Regions from separate parts of the Cricetulus griseus genome. Here region 1 is linked to region 2. The links are chromatin contacts, called in public Hi-C maps. All regions are on one chromosome and are shown on one strand. Each heading gives the region's core, a stretch centred on a gene start, on an enhancer-like site or on the middle of the called end of the contact. The rest is flanking DNA. Distances are from core to core; before and after follow the strand shown.

Region 1 (3,373 bases), core at 378-2,877, 33 kb after region 2:
CAACACCTTAGAGATGAAGTCAGGAGGAAGGATGGGTGGGTGTCCTAAGTCTGGGGGTGGATGGGGGTAAATAGCCAGCCAAATACCAATCTCAGGGGAGCCGATCAGCTCAGGACTTGCCAAAAAAAAAAAAAAAAAAAAAAAGACTCGGGTGCCCGGGAAATTTACAAAGGTTGACGCCGGCTAGTTTAGCAGTCCCTGGTGATGCAAGGGGTGGCCCGAGACTCTCAGCTTGTTGGCTCTGGTTTCCGCAGCCGCAGCAGGTGGGAGAACCCTCCCCTCCCAACAATCCCCCCCCCCGGCACGCGCGAGCGCCAGAGTCCCCTCACCCTCAGCGCCCACTTCCAGGTGTCGCAGTGCCACCCCGCCCCCACGTCGCGTACCTTTCTGGCGCCACGCTCTGCGAACTCCCGAGCGAGGTGGCGCCCGATGCCTCTCCCACCGCCGGTGATGAGGACTGACTCCCGGGACAGGTCCCGAAGCTTGGGGGGCAACACCAGTCCCACGGCTGCTTTGGTCACCAGATAGATCATTTGCAGGGGGAACACTACCAGCGCGCCCAGCCATTTCCACACCATCCTCCGCGCGGCGGAGCCGGGCACAGGGGGAGGAGGTAGGAGGCGGTGGACGAAACTCCCCGGACTAAGCAAAACAGGAATTAAAAAAAAAAAAAAAAAAAAAAGGAAGGAAGGAAGAAAATACCCCCAAATAATAAATAAATAAGGAAAAAGAGAGGCGTCCCACCTGGCCACTCTTGAACTGACCTCCTCTTTCCAGATGCAAAGCACTGGGCGAGGAAAAGGGGGGTGGTGGTGGTGGTGGTGGTGGTATAAACTCTGCTCCGGCGGAGGGGGAAAAAGCGTCTCAGAAGATTGGGACCGTGAGAGGGGTAGAGGGGAGGCCGGGTTGGGAAGTTCTAACAAGAAGTTTCTTGCCTCAACAGCCGTTTCGGCTGGGCGATTCACAGGTAATGTTTACAGACCGACAGAGGAGTTTAGGCAAGGCAAGGGAAGGGGGGGAAAAAAAAGAAGAAAAGCACCAACCACAAGAGCGCACACTGCTACAGTCCGCGGTTTCAAAGTGCAAGATTAAAAAAACAAACAAAAAGCAGTTTCCCAATTGTAGCGCCCCCTCCAGAAAAGGAAAAATCAAAACAAAACAAAAATAAACAAATAAAAAACACCACACACACACACACACAAAACCTGGGGAGTGGTTGCAGCTCCCAATTTCAGTCCGCCAAAGTCTCCCAACTCATTGCTATTCTTGGGCTCAGGAAATTGCTTAAACGCGATCTGATTGCCAGCACCGTGCAAGAGAAGTGGGGGGTCCGGGTGTCAGTTTCTTCCCGTGCACGGCTCGCCCTCGCGCGCGCCCGCTCTCTCCCGCTCCCGCCTCCTTCTCTTGCAGCCCGGGCTGGGAGTTGCCGCTCGATCTGGCTTCCTCTCTCTCTCCTTCTCTCCCCCTTAGCATTTATTGCCTTCTTTTTGTCCTTTCCAACTTGGACGGGGCCGGTTTGTGAAGCACGCGTGGATAGGACGCCCTCGTCTGCACCGCCGTATTCCTTCGTTCACAGGGCAGGAGCGGCGTGGACCCACCGAAAGGGCGCCCCCTCCCTTTTTTTTTTTTTTTTTTTAATACCCCATTAAGTCTGATTGACAGTTAAAGTTGTTGGGAGGCTTCACTACCATGCCTCTGAGTGGCTGCAGCGACTTCCCCTCCCCCTGCGCCGTGGCGGGGCACGCGCCTGGGCGCGCACCCGGTCTCGCTGCGACTCGCACTCTCCTGGGACTGGCTTCTCATTTCTGCGAGCCGGGACTTGCCGCCCTAGTCCCCGAGGGCTCCCCCTGGAATTCGAACACGCTGGAACCGTCTCAGGCAAGCCGGCTTGCTCCATCAGATATTCCTCCCAGCTCGGGCCAGGTGACCACCCCTGAGCGCGTGCGGGGCAAGCCGAGGGGGAACTCGCGCATGTCTTGATGCAACCGGGTCGCCAAGGGTTCATTTCAGGTCACTTGGTCATCCCCCCCTGCCTCCAGGTAGGGCCAGGAAGTCAAGCTTCATCTTTGCCTGGCCCTTTTTTTCCTTCATGGAGTGTACATTCGAAGTTATACGAACGTGGAGTCTCCCACGTTGCGGAGATTGGGGCGGGGGGGGGGGGACCTCTGGGAGCAGGATTTTGCTTTGAGAGAAAGGGGAGCAGGGAAAAGTAACCCCTGATCCCAGGTGCCAATAAAATCCCCATAAGATTAGCTTGGAGCATATTTATTGCGTATCTGGGCTAGAATTACCTTGACTGACAGCAATTTCCTTAGTAAGAAAAGCCTGTAAACAACACGTCTTCAACCTGCGCCCCTGTTCAGTTCGTGCGGTTCCCCCATCTGTATGAGTGCCCCTTCCCCCGCTGCTGCCTTGTTGGGTACCCACGTAGTAACCTCTTACCCACCCCTTACAAGAACGTCTCCCTGTTGGGAGGGTGGGTCCCAGCTATTTAGGGTTGCCTGTTGCGGGAAGTCTGGGAGGTGAGTCATGAAGAGCAGGCCCAGTTAAAAGCGCTGATGAGACTTGCCGCCCGCCCCCTCTGCACATCCTTGGGCGGGAGAAGGAGAGACAGCCAGAGAGCCGGCCCTGTAATCCCGGGCAGCCTTTTCCAGCCCTGGACGTGTTCAGGCTGGGAGTCCTGGGCCTCAGCCCCAAAGACTCATCCAGCAGGCCCTGGGTGCACAGGGAACCAACTGCTTTTACACTCCCCGCCTGGGTGGGTGTGCGCAAGTCCTTTAGAGAGGTGCTGATTTGGGGGGGGGGGGGGGTCAACTCCTCGTTGCCAACTACTGTGGTTCTGGGAGAAACTAGGCCTGAGAACTCCCAGTTTCTGGTGGAGCCAAAGGGACGGAGGAGAGCCACTCTCCTGCCTGCCTGTCTGTTCTGACATTCCACCCTCAGGCTGACCTCGCCTTGGGGACTTTGTCATCCTATTTCCCAGGTTACCCAGCCAGGAAGCGCAGGAGGGAGGGATCGGTCCAGACCTAATTTCTCTTCCCACCCCACCCCACCCCACTCTGGCAAGAAGGCAGGCGAAGTGGAGGACAGGCTTGGCCAAGGACTGCAGAGAAGAGACTCACTACAGACAGGCTCCATTCTTCTTTTTAAAGGCCTGTCGGAAGGGCTGGCCATGGCCTTCATTAGATCCCATCCCACCATAGTGACCGGGTCACCTCGTCTTCCAACAGGAACGATATCCCAGCAGCAGAGAGCCAGACTCTTGGTGCCCAGCACTTGCTCAGGTCTATGTAGAAAACTCGAGCGGGGGAGACCCCAACAGGCTGCATAGCTTCTACCCTCATCTATTATCCTTGGAGCCTCCTAGTGACTA
Region 2 (3,631 bases), core at 1,018-3,517:
ACACTGCAGTGTGGTTTGTTTTTCTCCTTCTTCCTTCTTTTTTTTTTCCTTTCTCTATTTCTTAGCAGTCTTGTAAAAAAATATCACCCAGGCTAGCCTCAAACTATGCAGGATAACCTCATACTTCTCATCCTCCTGCCTCTACCTCCCACACGCTGGGATTATAGGCGGGAGCTATCACACGTGCTTCCTGCAGTGCTGAGGACCAATCCCAGGGCATGCTAGGCCAGCTCTCTACCTATAGAGCCACATCCCCAGCCCATGGTTCATCTTTTATCCTTTTATTTTCTCTGCACGTGTGGTAGAGTTTCCCAGGGGTTCTGCTACAGGGGACTACCCCAACTGACTGAAATAAGAAGCAGATGTAAGAATCTAGTTGTTTCAGATTAAACCAGACAATGGAGAGATCTGCAGGAACTTAACCCAGCATCTCTCCCGGCTACTTGTCTGTGTTTTTTTAAAAAGTAGAATTGCTTATTACAAAAATATATTTATGAGTTGAGGCTAGATTGGGATACCTAGTGATATCCTATCTAAAAAAAAAAAAAAAACTAAAAAGGCAAACAAACAAAACAGTCATGATAATAGTTCTGTTGCTGCCCTCTTTAGATGAAAAATATTGTGAATAGAAACTAATTCATAAATCTAACTTCCCCTCTCAGTTTTTATTTCTAATGCAGTAAGCAGTGATAGATAAAACTCACACAAGCAAGAGCTGTTTGGATCCCTCAAACTTATAATCCTCATACTTATAATCCCAGTACTAGAGAAACAGGAGAATTGCCAAGTTCAAGGCCAGCCTAAGTTTTATAGTGTGTTCTAGATAAGCCTGAGCTACAGTGAGCTCTGCCTCAAAAATAAGGAAAAAATAAAAACAAACCTCACAGAGAGCCTTAGACCAACAAGTCTGCGTTACTGGTCAGTACAGTCAGAGAGAGGTGCTACTCCTCAACCTCCTGCTCTGTGCAGACATGACTAATCAATTTTACATTCACTTTCTCCTGCCTGTCGCCTTTTGTCCACTAGGGCCCACTGGAGTCAAGTAAAAAGTTGGACCTGAACCTGGGTGAAGAACTCTCCCCCGCCCCCATACCTTTTCAAGATGACGAGGATATTCATGGTCCATGGGAGCAGGAGGAGGGCCTGGTTTTGTTGTACAGCTTCCACCGTCCTCCGGGCTACTGTCTCTGGCTTCAGCGGTGGGAAGAGGTTGGGAAACCTGGAGGCAGGAAAATACTGGTTTCTCCTGGAGAAGTTGGCCTTTCTGCTGGGCACCTTGGTGAGTGGCTAGTGTTTCTGAGGGCATCACTTTGGCTCTTCTGTGTGAGGGACTCGAGGCTGTGGGATTCTCTCCCAGTCCATGCCTGTTAAGAGTTCCTGGATCCTGCCCCACCACATGAATGGAGTCTGCCCACCAGCAGGGGGCATCTCTGACAGAATCAAGGAATTAGTTTACCCTGCCAGATTCACTCTCCAAAGTCCTGCAGGGCTCCTGGGACTCACATTGAACACCCTCCACATTTTAAAGCATGGGCCAGCCCTCAGCTTTCTTACTCTGCAATCTTTCCTCATCAGCCATTCCCATAGACTGCTCTCAGGTCTCCTAGGTCCTCCCCTGAGAGACTGCTCCGCCTCCCTCACCGCTGGGTGACCTCTGATCTTACCTCTTCCTTTCTAGTTGCCTTAACCACAACCACAACTGCATCTAGAATGACCTTGCTTGTCAGGTTGTTCCTTGACAAGGGCCTGTCTCCTCCATCAGGTTATGAGTCCCCTGAGGGTGGAGGCCCAGTGACTCTCACTCCCTGTTGCATCCTCAGCATCTAGTAGGACCTGATACACAGCAGAAACTCAATAAATACTTTGTCATCTCGCCCCGCTCCTCTACTGGGCCTTTCTGATTGGGAGGTCCTCAGTCTGCTGGCTCCCTAGCCGGTCAGTCAAACACAAAGTGGCTTTCCATGGGACTTCCAGATGAACATGCAGTCAAACAGGGGCTTCCCATGCCTGTTCAGAGGAATCTGACCCCAGACCTGTGCACCCACTGTGTTCCCTAAGTATCGGGCCCATGCACAAATATTCTCTCCAATTTATGGATACGGAAACCATGAAGCAGGGGCAAACCTGTGAGCCCCTGGCACTACTCCAGTGACTCTGTTCTGGCTCTTTCTGCTTTCCCCAGTCTGAAGGTACAGGGCATGTGCTGCCGGCCCTGACCCCTGTCTCTCAAAGGCCTTATGAGTCACTGTGGTACCAGTAAGATTATGAGTGATGAGTCATCAGCCATTCCTGAGCAAGGGGCGGCCTTGGGCTCACTGACTGCTGCCTTTCCTATACCTCCTCAGTTATGTGACAAATGCAACTTTGGTTTGTTTGTGTGTGTGCAAATGTGTGTTTGTGCACAAGTGTCTATGTGTGTGCAGGTACATAATATGTCCACGTGTGGAAGGCAGAGGTCAGCCGTCAGTGTCATTCCTCAGGATGTCATTCCACTTTGACTTTTTACAACAGGGTCTCTCATTGGCCTAGAGCTCCACGACTTGGCTAGCCTGACTGGTCAGCAAATCCCTAGGGCTTTGCCTGTCTCTGCCTCCACAGTGCTGGGGTGCACACTGTCTTTGCCTGGACTTTTATAAACGTGGGTTCTGAAGATCAAACTCTGCTGACTAGGTTGTCTTTTCCAGACCAAGATAGTGACTCTCAGATACTGAACCTGTAGCCTAGGAGGGTTGGCCTTGGGTTTTTCAAAGTGACACGTGCTGAGGTAGCTCACTGACTGCAAGTCCAGTGGCATGGTGGCATATCTGTAATCCCCAGCCTTCACCTGTGTCCAGCACTGCTTCTAGCAGGGAGGAGACAGGACAGCAAGAACCAGCTATACCGGCTTTAGGGGACCCTTCCAGGTAAGACCCTTGCAGAAGGACCTGATGGAGAGGCCTCAAACCTGTTAAAATTTCCCCCTTCCTCTCCATAGTGGGTAGGATGACAACAAAGGACACTGGGAAGTGACTAGAGAAGCCTGCTCAGCTGGCCCAATTCTAGCTGTGTTGTCTCATATAGACACTCATACAGTTCCTCTATCTGTGAAATGGGTTTATAGCTCATTTGCCAGGCTGCTGGGAGGGCCAAAGACAACAACTGTGTATTGGAAAGGAAGTGTCTAGTGTGGCTGGAATACAGAATAAGTCAGTAAAAGAGAACGGTGGCACCCTCGGACACAGCCAGTCTTGCTGGATGTCCACCTGTCGGTCCTAACCTGATCACCAGGGAAATTGCTAAGATGGCTGCAGAGCAAAACCAAGGCTTTTCTTTCTTCCTTTTTCTTTCAATAAATAGGAGCTGGTTAAGCATAGCTCTTCTGGTCAAGCCCTTGGCTCTCACCTGCACAGCTATAGGTAGCTGGCATCCACTCAGGGCTCACAAAGCAGTCATAGCCAGTCAATTCCCACACAGGTTCTCCCCCAACTTGTGAAGTAGAAGGTGCTATTAGCAATCACTTTTAAATATATAAACAGGGAAACTGAGGCACAGAAAAGTCAAGTCACCTGCTGGAGGCTACACAGAACTAGGATTTGATCCCAGGACATCTGGATAGTCTTGAGTATAACCTCCTTGAAATTGAGAATGTATG

Evidence for each region. A called contact is a pair of places that touch in the nucleus more often than the background predicts.
Region 1: a contact with region 2 is called in a Hi-C map of the CHO-K1 cell line, with 2.4 times the contacts expected there. The contact joins the promoter of Dhrs3 here to the enhancer-like site in region 2. A contact is called at or near these places in 4 of 8 Hi-C or Micro-C datasets (the CHO-K1 cell line, fibroblasts and liver).

The regions. Positions count from the first base shown.
Region 1 is chr2:9,065,402-9,068,774 of CriGri-PICRH-1.0, forward strand. It overlaps Dhrs3 (short-chain dehydrogenase/reductase 3), which reads right to left and starts at 1,628. Exons shown (of 6, transcript XM_027398149.2): 1 at 384-1,628. The coding sequence starts at 578.
Region 2 is chr2:9,031,689-9,035,319 of CriGri-PICRH-1.0, forward strand. Dhrs3 (short-chain dehydrogenase/reductase 3) reads right to left here. Exons shown (of 6, transcript XM_027398149.2): 5 at 1,094-1,219. Among named protein-coding and RNA genes, the nearest start is that of Dhrs3, 34 kb to the right of the region's middle. Within about 2 kb of position 2,268, at least 2 of the 6 cell types and tissues checked have open chromatin away from gene starts, as enhancers often do. A contact at or near this core is called in the CHO-K1 cell line and fibroblasts, where this site is marked.